Linked DNA regions of Dromaius novaehollandiae: region 1 is linked to region 2. The links are chromatin contacts, called in public Hi-C maps. All regions are on one chromosome and are shown on one strand. Each heading gives the region's core, a stretch centred on a gene start, on an enhancer-like site or on the middle of the called end of the contact. The rest is flanking DNA. Distances are from core to core; before and after follow the strand shown. Region 1 holds the start of BCL2A1 (BCL2 related protein A1). Region 2 has its middle 17 kb from the start of WDR93.

Region 1 (4,762 bases), core at 1,376-3,875, 230 kb after region 2:
TCTTTCATAGACATGCAACAGATTCCAAAAACTGTCTGGATCCGGAAAATCATCTCTCTCTCAAAATAGTCCTGCCTGGAAAGGTTGATTTGCATTGCTGAATGATGCTGTGTTGGTTCCTCTTCAGACGGTTCTAGTTTCCAGTTTGGGCCATTAGGATAGCATGTTAAACATTGTATTTAGTAAAAATAAATACAAATAAATTAAAAACAAATTATGCAAGAAAAGTATTTTCCAGTTGATATTGCTTGGAGGAAGGCTTTGCTATGAAGCTTGGGGCAATGTCTAGTTTATACACATATGGCAGGTCCATTCTTTTCAGTAGTACTCTCTGAACAGGGAAAAAAAGGCTATGAATATGGCTGTAATTTTGGAGAGAGACAGTAGCGATCTCCTTTCAAACTTCGTCAGGAAGCCGTTTTCCTGTGAAAAAGAGCATGCACAGTTAGGGATAGCTTAAAAATAGTGAGCATGTAGGAAAAATGCACCACTTCACGCTAGTGTCACGTTAAGCGTGCTACACCATTCTGCGTAGAGGGACAACTTTTCAGTGCTCTATGTTAGAAAGATGAATAGGACTTTAAGAAAAGTAGCTGAAAATAGCTGCACTTTGCTGAATGTTTGTTTTATCTGCAAGTCAAGATTGTGCCCTCCCCGTATAAATAGAAAATGAATGTGAACTATATCATTTGAGCCTACATCTTTAAGGAAGATAAAAATACCATGTTTCTGATGTAATAATATACTTATAAATTTATTCTTTTAAGCCTCATTATTTTACTGTGATGAGCCACATATTATGACACAGAATGTTGCCAGAAGTTGATACTTGTAGATAGGATTTGGCTCTATTTGAAAAAGATGGAGAGAGAAGCCTTTATAATAAATCTGATGCATGAAGGATCAGTGACTCGCTATCACCTTTTTTACTGTTATCAGAGAAAGGACTAAAGCAAGGAAAAGGAAAATAAAGGAAAAGAAAAGCACTAGAAAACAAGTGAGGGAAAAAAGTAATAGCAAATGTAAGAGAAGTAGCAATAATAGCAGATACAGAGAAGTGGGAATAGAGAGGGGTGGAAAGAAAAATTACCATTTACAAATAGGTAAAGGAAAAAAGTACCGGGGAAATAACTGACTCTAATGTCATTTATTCTCCACTTCCGCTAACTTCAATACAAAATACCGCCATAATGAAACTGCAAAGTGAAAGGAACCTCCCCCTCCACTAGCAGAAGTGAATTTCAGCAGCTTGACAAAATAATCCATGTACTGACAACTGCTTTTCTCAGTTTTGACCATTGGTATATGAAGGTTGTAAGATTATCTCAGTGCAAAACAAACAGATATGATTTGACCCCAGTTGTATTTACCTGTAAATTTGTTAAAGTAAACTGACTTGGGAGATTAAATAGTGGCTTCATTGAAATCCACAGCAAAAGCATTGACTTCAGCTCTGAGGATCACATCTGTGTGTTCTTTGCTTTCCTTAACTTGGACCAACTCCTCTACAGAAGCATAATTGCTGAACCTATTCTTAGGATGCCATTTAATTTTGGATTTAAGAGTGGGAAATTTCATGGAACTCTTAGCTGACCCTGCTTTGAACATGAGGTTGGATGATCTCTTAAGGTCCCTCCCAACCTGAATTATGGCATGATCCTATGAATCAAGACTATCTGTAAGGTTTTAACTGTTAAAGGTACAGAAAGTGATTTTTCTAAAAGCAGAATGTCTTTTAGCATTGTTCCATTTCAAGGAGAAACAAAGTTTTTACTGTAAGTCTCAAGGAGAAATTCCAGACATCAGGAATTAAGCCACCAAATAAAGCCCTGACAATAATGTTTTTGACATTTTCTGTAACAATATTTTCCTTTAATTAAGAACAATCAACACTTCGGTGGAAAATGACAAGATGTTGGACTGAAACTTACCCAGCCACCATTTGCATCTATCCATTCAGCTTTGTTGTTTATGATGTACTCTGTGATGAAATAAGAAATCTGCTCCTTCTCCTCTCCTGTGAGCTGAACTCCATGCTCTTGAAGCTTCTTAGTGAGAAGTCCTCCAAATGTAAATATGGTCATGATTCGTCCCCAGTTAGTATTTCCATCAGCAAATTTTTCTTCCATGACTCCATTGAAAATTCTCTTGGCAACATCTACAGAGGTAATATCAATCCTATCCAAGAACGGTCGGAGAGCCTCCTCTGTTTGATCTTGCAGTGAAGATGCAATGTTTCGTAGGACGTGAGCAACTCTGGTTTGGGCTGGTCCAAGATGTGATTCTTGAAGAACATACTGCAGATAATCGTGAGCTAAATAATAAACGTAATAAAACTCAGCGGTTTCCATTTAGAATCAAACTTGGAGAGCAGTGCACAGCTCTTAATTGGGGCAATAATAAGCAGCCACAGAGCATGCACACAGCTTTTTATCTTCAGGGTTTGATGGAATTTTTCTGCTTTACCACAGAAGTTCCTGTAAAAACCGAGTGACTTAATGATTGTGTGGGTTGTGGAATATGTGACAGCGGAAATGAAAGAAAAAGCATCTGCTCAGAGGGAGAAAACATGTCTTCTTGAATGATTTATTATTTCTGTAAATAGTAAGATTTTACAACTAAAATCACCAGCTTTTACCACATTCTTTAGCAGTATAAATTGGCATTCTCTAGGGGCCTCTGCTTTGTAATGCCAGCAAAGGTTAGGCATTTGACTTTTAAAAAAATGCCTAAAAAGCTGTATGCTGTAGGAGCATGCAGGTGCCTTGTCCCCCCAGTCTCATCACTGCTGGTGCTTAAAGCTCCAATCTGTACTGTAGGTATAGCGATTATTTCTAATTCACAGCTATTGGAAGAAACTGGTAGAAGTTGCCAACAGGATGGAAAAATAAATAAACTGTCATCATCCTTCAGGGGGCTTTATGTAACTGCTCAAAGAGGGAAAACAAAGGTGATACATCTTTCCCAGCAAGTATAGAAAAGGAGGAGAACCAGTTTTATAGTGTTGCTCCCCTGTTCCAAACTCTCCCACACCATCTCTAGGAGTGCTCTTCGATGTCCTTCTTTGAAGATTTGAATGTGTAGCTTCAAAGCCCTCCTTCCCCCTCAGGTAGTTCTGGTGTAAAAGACAATATTAGTATAAAAGATAATACTAATGCAGTCAGCGTGTCATAACATGAGATGGAAAATATGGGGCCAAGCTGGGAATGTGTGATACCATCTGAATCCTTCATGATACCTCCAATTACTGCTCTTCAATTCAAATTTTTGGTCAAGCAGATGTTTTTTGGAAGTAAAGCTGAGGTGTGTTTGGGGGGGTGTAGCTCTCGCTCTCCTGACAAACTCTTTGCCTGAGGCAATCTGACATGGCTAGAGGGACAGGATGTGGCTCTAAAGAATTTCACCCCATTGCAAAGGCTTCAGGGCAGCAAGCAATCAGATGCTTGACCCCTCTCTTTCTCCATCCTTTCTTCTCCTTCCCTTTCTCCATCCTTCTACTCCTGAGCCACCTCTCACTTGCCCCAGCCATTTAGCCCCCACCTACCCAACATGCATGCTGCTGCTCTGACATCACAGCTTTGCAGAAACTGAATAGAGCACTGCAGTTTCCAGTTCCTTCTCAGGGTTTTTCTTCTGTGTATGACACGTCTCTCTCAGAATGACAATAGTAATCTTCCATCCTCAGCAGGGTTTGAACAGACATCCATCACTTCAATTACCAGCCTAGGGAAAGTTTTTGCCTCACTTTCTTTTGGAGGTGGGAGGTGATCAGAGAGAATGGGTTTAGGGGGGCAATATGAGCTGGAAGAATCCCTGTGTTACATGCTACTCTCAGGAAAGGACAAGATGCCAGGACTGGGAATGGGCTTGGCGTGGGAAGCTAGCTCTCCCCACCTCCATACACACACGCGCATTCTTACCAAAGCTCATTTTGAAAGGTCAAAGGCATCCCCTATCCAGTACCTGCAGCCGCTGCTTTGGCAGAGCTATTAGGCTGGTTCTGGCTTTGCTATGTTCAGTGTTTTCAGCAAACTGCCAACATTTTTATGAGGAATGCAAATGAAAAAAAAGGGGGGGGGGAATGTGACAGTTGTTAACTCTTTGCAACTCAGATAAATCTTGGGCAGAAATTTCTGGGACAGGAAAGGCTTTGCTATACCCAGACAGTTTCTCTCCTGTCAAAAGCTTGCTGCAAACAGGGCTAAGAGAGGTATTTGAGGAAAAGTCAAAAGAACCCTTCTTTTATATAACAGAGTCTGTAAAGTTGTGGTACGCTCTTGACTGTCTTAATAATTGATTAATGAAAAGCTTATTGCAAACACTCTGAAGGTAAGTAAGAGTTAACATGAGAACAGTGACCAATACCCAAGGAGACAAGTTTGCTTTCCTCACCATCTGTGGGAGCAGAGCATTGCTAGAAGCAGATATTTCTTTGTTAGTGGAGCCTTTAGGATTCTGAGGAGGGTGATGAAATAAGGCTAGCAATATGCCACCATTATTGAAAGAAATCAGTGCTAATGTCTTGGCCATTCTGGTGCATATGCTGCTGCTCACAGTCTCTTGATCTCCTAAAGGGCTGTGAGGTGAAGCTCAGAGCTCAGCTGCCAAAAGGGAGCTGGCAGCTCCGATCAGACATCTCTAAGGACAAGGTGCGATGCAGAAGACTAGAACTCAGGATGTAGCTGTTGCAAACTGCCTCAGTTCTCTTCACGTCAGTGTTGGGCACATTTGCTTTTCAGTGGAAGGTAGTGGAGGGTGCAAT
Region 2 (5,438 bases), core at 372-2,871:
CTCTGGTGAGTCCTTCCAAGGGTTCAGCAAAGCATCACTACAGAGTGCTGGCATTCAGCACAGTTTGAACTATGTAGACTCTCCTATGCCAATGTCCCATTTCAGATTTTTTCATAGGAAATTGTCTTGTTCTGGATTGAGGTTTGATGAGAGGTCTCAGCTCATCTTCTGGAAAGTGAAGGCAACCTAGTCTGTGGTAGAGGTAGGAAACAAAAGAAGCATTACACTTGTTTCATAGTTTCAGATGCTTGGACTTGCTCTGGAGAAGTACAAGCTATCTGAATAGCTACCTTTGTGAAGGGCTCTGTGGGCCATGGCAAAGCCCTTTGTGCTATCACTTTCCATCTGCCACAGGTTACAACTCCAAGCTCATCTAATTGTTCTGCACATTGAGAGTGGGTTGTATGAGCACTCACCATCTGCCTCAGTGCAAAGTCGGGCTGGTTAGCTCAAAACACCTTTAATGCCTATTTAAACTGAGCCACCTGGTTTAGCACTAACTGTGGCAATTTAAGAAACAATGGACATTCTGCCATAACTGGATTACTCTGGGCAGGAATTCCTATTCCTGCATTGCTTCCCTTGCTGCAGAGAGCTAGCACAACAAATATACAGCCCTTTGAACAGCACTTGGTATAATCTTTGCTGTTTGTCTAAATGTAAAGGCCTGGAAGATCTGTGTGCTTTGATCTTACCCCATCTGCTTTCCATCCAGAAAAGGAGTAGGGCTTGTCTAGCAACTGAAGAAGAGGCAGGACAGGATCTGCTCACAATCACAGAATGGTTGAGGCTGGAAGGGACCTTTGGAGATCACCTAGTCCACCCTCCCTACTCAAGCAAGGTTACTAAGAGTGGGTTGCCCAGGACCATGTCCAGACAGCTTTTGAATATCTCCAAAGATGGAGATGCTCTAACCGGTAGAGCAGCTAGATGTACTGTGCATCCACCAGTTTGTGTATTCATCTCAAGATGTGCTTGTTTGTTTGCAGTTTGAATTTGCTGTAAAACCCTAATCATGTGCTCGGCCAAGATAACCAGAAGCTGGCCGGCTTCACAGGGAGAGGAAAACAACAAGCAGCTGCAGGAGGCTGATGAAGGGCCTTTGTTTTACTCATGACTTCAGCAGGGGACCATTTGTTTCCTGCTTCTTTGAAGGGCTATAGAGAAATTGGTATGATCAGCATGTTGATATGGGCGTTGGTGATGGAGCTGTGTGCTGAGCTTCACAGCCCATTCTGGAGAGGATCAGAGGCACCTGGTTGCTTATTCCAAAGATGATACCCTTTCCAGCCATTTTTTCCTTCCCAGTCACTCAGTGAGCCCTAGGCAGCCATAGGCCTGAGCCAGTTTGAGCTAATGCTGCTGCTGGAAATTATAGAAATGCATGGAGAGGTATCATAATACCACCATCAAAAGGTAAAACTGTTAGCTTCAGCTGGGCCTAGTTCTGGCTCAGCGACAAGTTCAGTGAACTCAAAGATGCTACCTGGGTATAATAAGAGCAATTTGTCTCTGTAATTCAAAGGAACAAAAAAAGTGGTGAATTCAAAAGGATTGTGTGAGTGCGGGAACAGGAGCTCAAAAAGCCACAGAGAGGCGCTCGAGCAGCATCATTCCAGTGGAGCCAGGCTACTGCCCCGCTATGCAGAGGTGGTTTCTGTGGGAGAGGAGGCTGTTTTTTAATCTCACTAAATTATCTGCTATTCTTTGCAAAAAGCCAAATGTCATCCTACCTCCGTGTGCTTGCTTGTGCTTTGGAAGTAGGGGAAGTCAGAAGCTGATCTGATAACATTCCCCTGCTGAGGGTCAGCAAAGGTTAGGGCTGTTTGGGTAAGCCGTATCCTTACTGTTGGAAGGAGTATGGGCCTTTGAACAGCTGAAGCATGGTGTGCTCTCTGGGCTGCACTCCTGGCCTCTGTATTGCCAGCCTTGGGACAGCTGTATCCTGTAGTGCCTCACTGCATACACCTTGCAGCCATCCTGGGGAGGACTCAGCAAAGACCTGTGTGACTTATTTGGTCTGTGTAATGTCACCGCAAGGCACTGTGGGGGACATAGTGGTGACCAGGGCGGGATAGTTCCAGCAAGTGTGCCTGTTCTGTTTGCCCTGAGAGTAGGAGCACACTGTTGTGAAGGGGCAACCCAGGGCCAAGCTTCCTCCCCTGCTGTTCTTTAAAGGTTGTCCCTGAGCACAAACTTGTATCTAGATATAGGGGAACCAGGTACTGCATCCCATTCCTAATGGCTCAAACAGCGCTCACTGTCCAGCCTAGTGTCATCTCATTACTCGTAAAGACAGTTCCCTGTACCAGGCTACAGTTTCTCTTCCCTTGGGTCCAGACTATAGCTGAAGAGTTGTGCTGTTCAGCCAAGCTACACTGATTTAACTCTCTTAATCTCTCCTAATGCTTGTGCCAGACATCTCTGTCCAGTTTAAGTCTGGGTTTCTGCAAACCCCTGTGAGTTTGTCCATATTCCTGGTGTTCTGTCTAGAACCTGACACAACATTTCATGTGCAGCCTCTTCTGGGGCATGGGGAGCATGGTTCAGCTTTTATATCTGATCTTACAAGAGTAGGACCATTGGCTTGAATGGGAAATCAGCCATGTTTTTGAGGCCAAAATACAGAAAATAATTATTTAAGCCTTGCTGATGATGTTAGATAATCAGAGGTGAGAGATTTGCGTCATTACTAGCGTGATGCTGTGTGTGTCTTGGCTATTGCCCTGTGGGTTTACAGGCACTCCGCATAGCTGAAAACAGCAGGACTTGAGCTGTGAAAACCTACAGCCTTCACAGGCCAAGCAACAGGGCTGTGCTGTAGTCCCGCAGACTGGTAGTGCAGCAGGGGAGGATTTGTCATTACAAGAGCCAGGCCTTCCCATGCGCCCACCTCTGTGCAGTGACATGCATTGGCTCAGCCCCGGGGGAGTCCGTGCTTTAAGAGGAGGGGAAGGGGAATGACTCATGTCACTGCAGGGCTGCTGATTGTGCGGGAGGGAACATATAGTATCTGAATGGCAAATTGGCCTGGGCTGCTGAGTGTGAAACGCCTGTACGGAGTTGAGCTGGTCAGACTGAACAGCTCAGATGAACAGATGTTAGAAAGTTTGCATCAGCCCAGCTGAGCAAATGACAACTCTCCTGCATACAAAGGATCTAACTATTGTTGCCCTGGGGTTGGGGAGAGGGGATGTGTGTTGTGTAGGGGGAAACCTCACACTGAGGTATGAGGAAGAAACAATAACTAGGCAAGGAAGAACAACTTGCCAGGTTACAGTCCTGACCTTACAACCTATTATAGTATAATACAACACAATATTGCAGAGTAAACACACAGTAGAGGAGGTTTCTGAATTAATCCTTTTTGAAACACAGTGATCTTCAAGAAACATCCGGTGTCCTAATTTTACACTGCCTGTCATACTCCATCACAGCCTGTGGTAAATTGTTCCAGTTGTTAAACTACTTGTATTGTTCAAATTTGCACCCTATTTCTAACCCGAATAGGTCAGGTTCCAGCTTCCAGTCATTGGATCTTGTTAGATCTTTGCCTGGGAGGTAGAAGAGCCTACTGAATAAAGGCCTGGTACATGGGTAGGGATTTTCAAGTTATGTATGTGTGCAAAGAAGACATAGGAATACTAAGCAGTTCTTAGTCCCCATGTTGGAGCAGACAAAGTAGCGGGTCAAATCTGCAGCAAAGGAGGTTTGGGTTAGGAATGAGGGGAAAACTTACAGTGGTTATGAGGAAGCATTAGCATAGTTGTCTGGGGAGCTGTGAAGTCTCCATCCATGGAAGTAATCTTAAACATCCATAAGGAATGACATAGAATAGGCACTGCCTTGGCCAGGGAGATTCATTTACTAAGAGGAGATCTCTTCAGCTTTTTCTAGCCTACATTTCCTGTGCTTCTAAATTTCTAGAAGTAAAATGGTCTGGGTTCCTGAAGCCTTCCCAATACATTCTATGTTCAGATCTTGTGAGTCTCCATGAAGGCTATAGCATACTTCTGGTGTGGTGGAGGAAAAGGAGAGAGGCATTTCCTGCGCAATTCCTGGCACAGCGTAGAGAGGCAACAGAGCAGTGGGTGGGACAGACAGACTGAGACTCACGGTGGCCCAGGTAGGAATTAAATGCTGAGTTCCATTACCAGTAGCCTTTGCCCTTTATGGATCTTCCATTTGACAAACTCCTGGCAGAGACTGCAGCAGTGATGGTGGATTAGACAGGATTAAACAGATCTGTGACTTCAGTAGCTCTCACCCTTCACAGTACTTCTGTGCAGTGAGTAGGTCAGGGGGTACTATGGTTTTCTTCTTTCCTTTTTTTTCCCCCCCTCTCCTGATGCTGTCTCTGCGGAGGTTCATATTTCAACAATTCATTTTCTTAAAAATATTTTCTGCTAAAAGCAGTGCTAGAAGGTACCTTGGCATGGGTATCCGTTTGTGAAGGCTGGATTGTGTTGATCAGTATTGCAGACAAGCACCCTTCCTGCAGGTCAAATCAGGCCTAGTGCCGCGGAGTGGAGTAACAAAGGCTGTAGCAGGTGTGAGTGATAAAAGAAGGAAGCTCAGAGTTATTATGCTGCGCTATGATCGCTTCAATCAGTGGTTGTATTTCTCTTCAGTGCACATTCCACTGTTGTAAATCGTGTTGTAAATCGCCATTCCTCAGGGATCAGAGGGGCTGAGGTTATTTACTTGTAGGAACTCGAGTGAACAGATACAGACTTGCACATTTCCTCTACAAAATGAGTCTGAATCAAAAACTTCCTTCTGTATACATTCTGCCTCTTGAAAACCCACATCACATCTTCATCTGGATTTTTACCCTTAGATGTCTCTATGGCCATGCTGGTCCTAACCTGATAGATCTGGGAGGGAAACGCGAAGCCTAACTCATTTGGGCTACCCATTCTGCTTGTGCACGTTCATTTAAGTCAATCTTAACAACAGTTTCTTCTACTGAATACATTAGGGCAGTCTCATTACAACATAATTATTTTGTTGAAAGACACATGCATCTTGTTCCCTCATTCCGTAGCTTCCTGAGGAAAAATGCTAATACAGTTTGCAGTTTGATTATCATTGTGGTGACAACTGTTTTCCCATTTAACTTTGAATTTGCTTTCGTTCTTTAGGCACAGAGCAACTGTTAGAACCTCTCTTCCTCTTTCAGAGATATCATCCTGCAGTTATGACATATTAGCAAGACACTGGGGTAATGGAACAGTCACAAAAGGTATATACTGAAATATAATGAACTGTTGGTAAAACATAGGCCAATTAATGCTTTTAGCTGTTGCAGCTCAAAAAAAGACATACCCCTTCACCCAAAGGTAGATCAAGTGCTGTTATGAATTCCTAAAACCTCTACAGAATTTAAATGCATCTTCTAGCTTGAAGCTGTGGACTCACATAGCATTCCAGTAAGA

The links. Hi-C and Micro-C count contacts between places; a contact is called where the count stands out from the background.
Region 1: a contact with region 2 is called in a Hi-C map of brain, with 8 times the contacts expected there. The contact joins the promoter of BCL2A1 here to the enhancer-like site in region 2. A contact is called at or near these places in 3 of 4 Hi-C or Micro-C datasets (brain, liver and ovary).

Annotation. Positions count from the first base shown.
Region 1 is chr10:9,887,127-9,891,888 of bDroNov1.hap1, forward strand. BCL2A1 (BCL2 related protein A1) reads right to left here and starts at 2,626. Exons shown (of 2, transcript XM_026121317.2): 1 at 1,932-2,626; 2 at 1-423. The coding sequence starts at 2,351. The coding sequence ends at 319.
Region 2 is chr10:9,654,545-9,659,982 of bDroNov1.hap1, forward strand. No RefSeq gene overlaps it. Among named protein-coding and RNA genes, the nearest start is that of WDR93, 17 kb to the left of the region's middle. Within about 2 kb of position 1,622, at least 1 of the 2 cell types and tissues checked has open chromatin away from gene starts, as enhancers often do.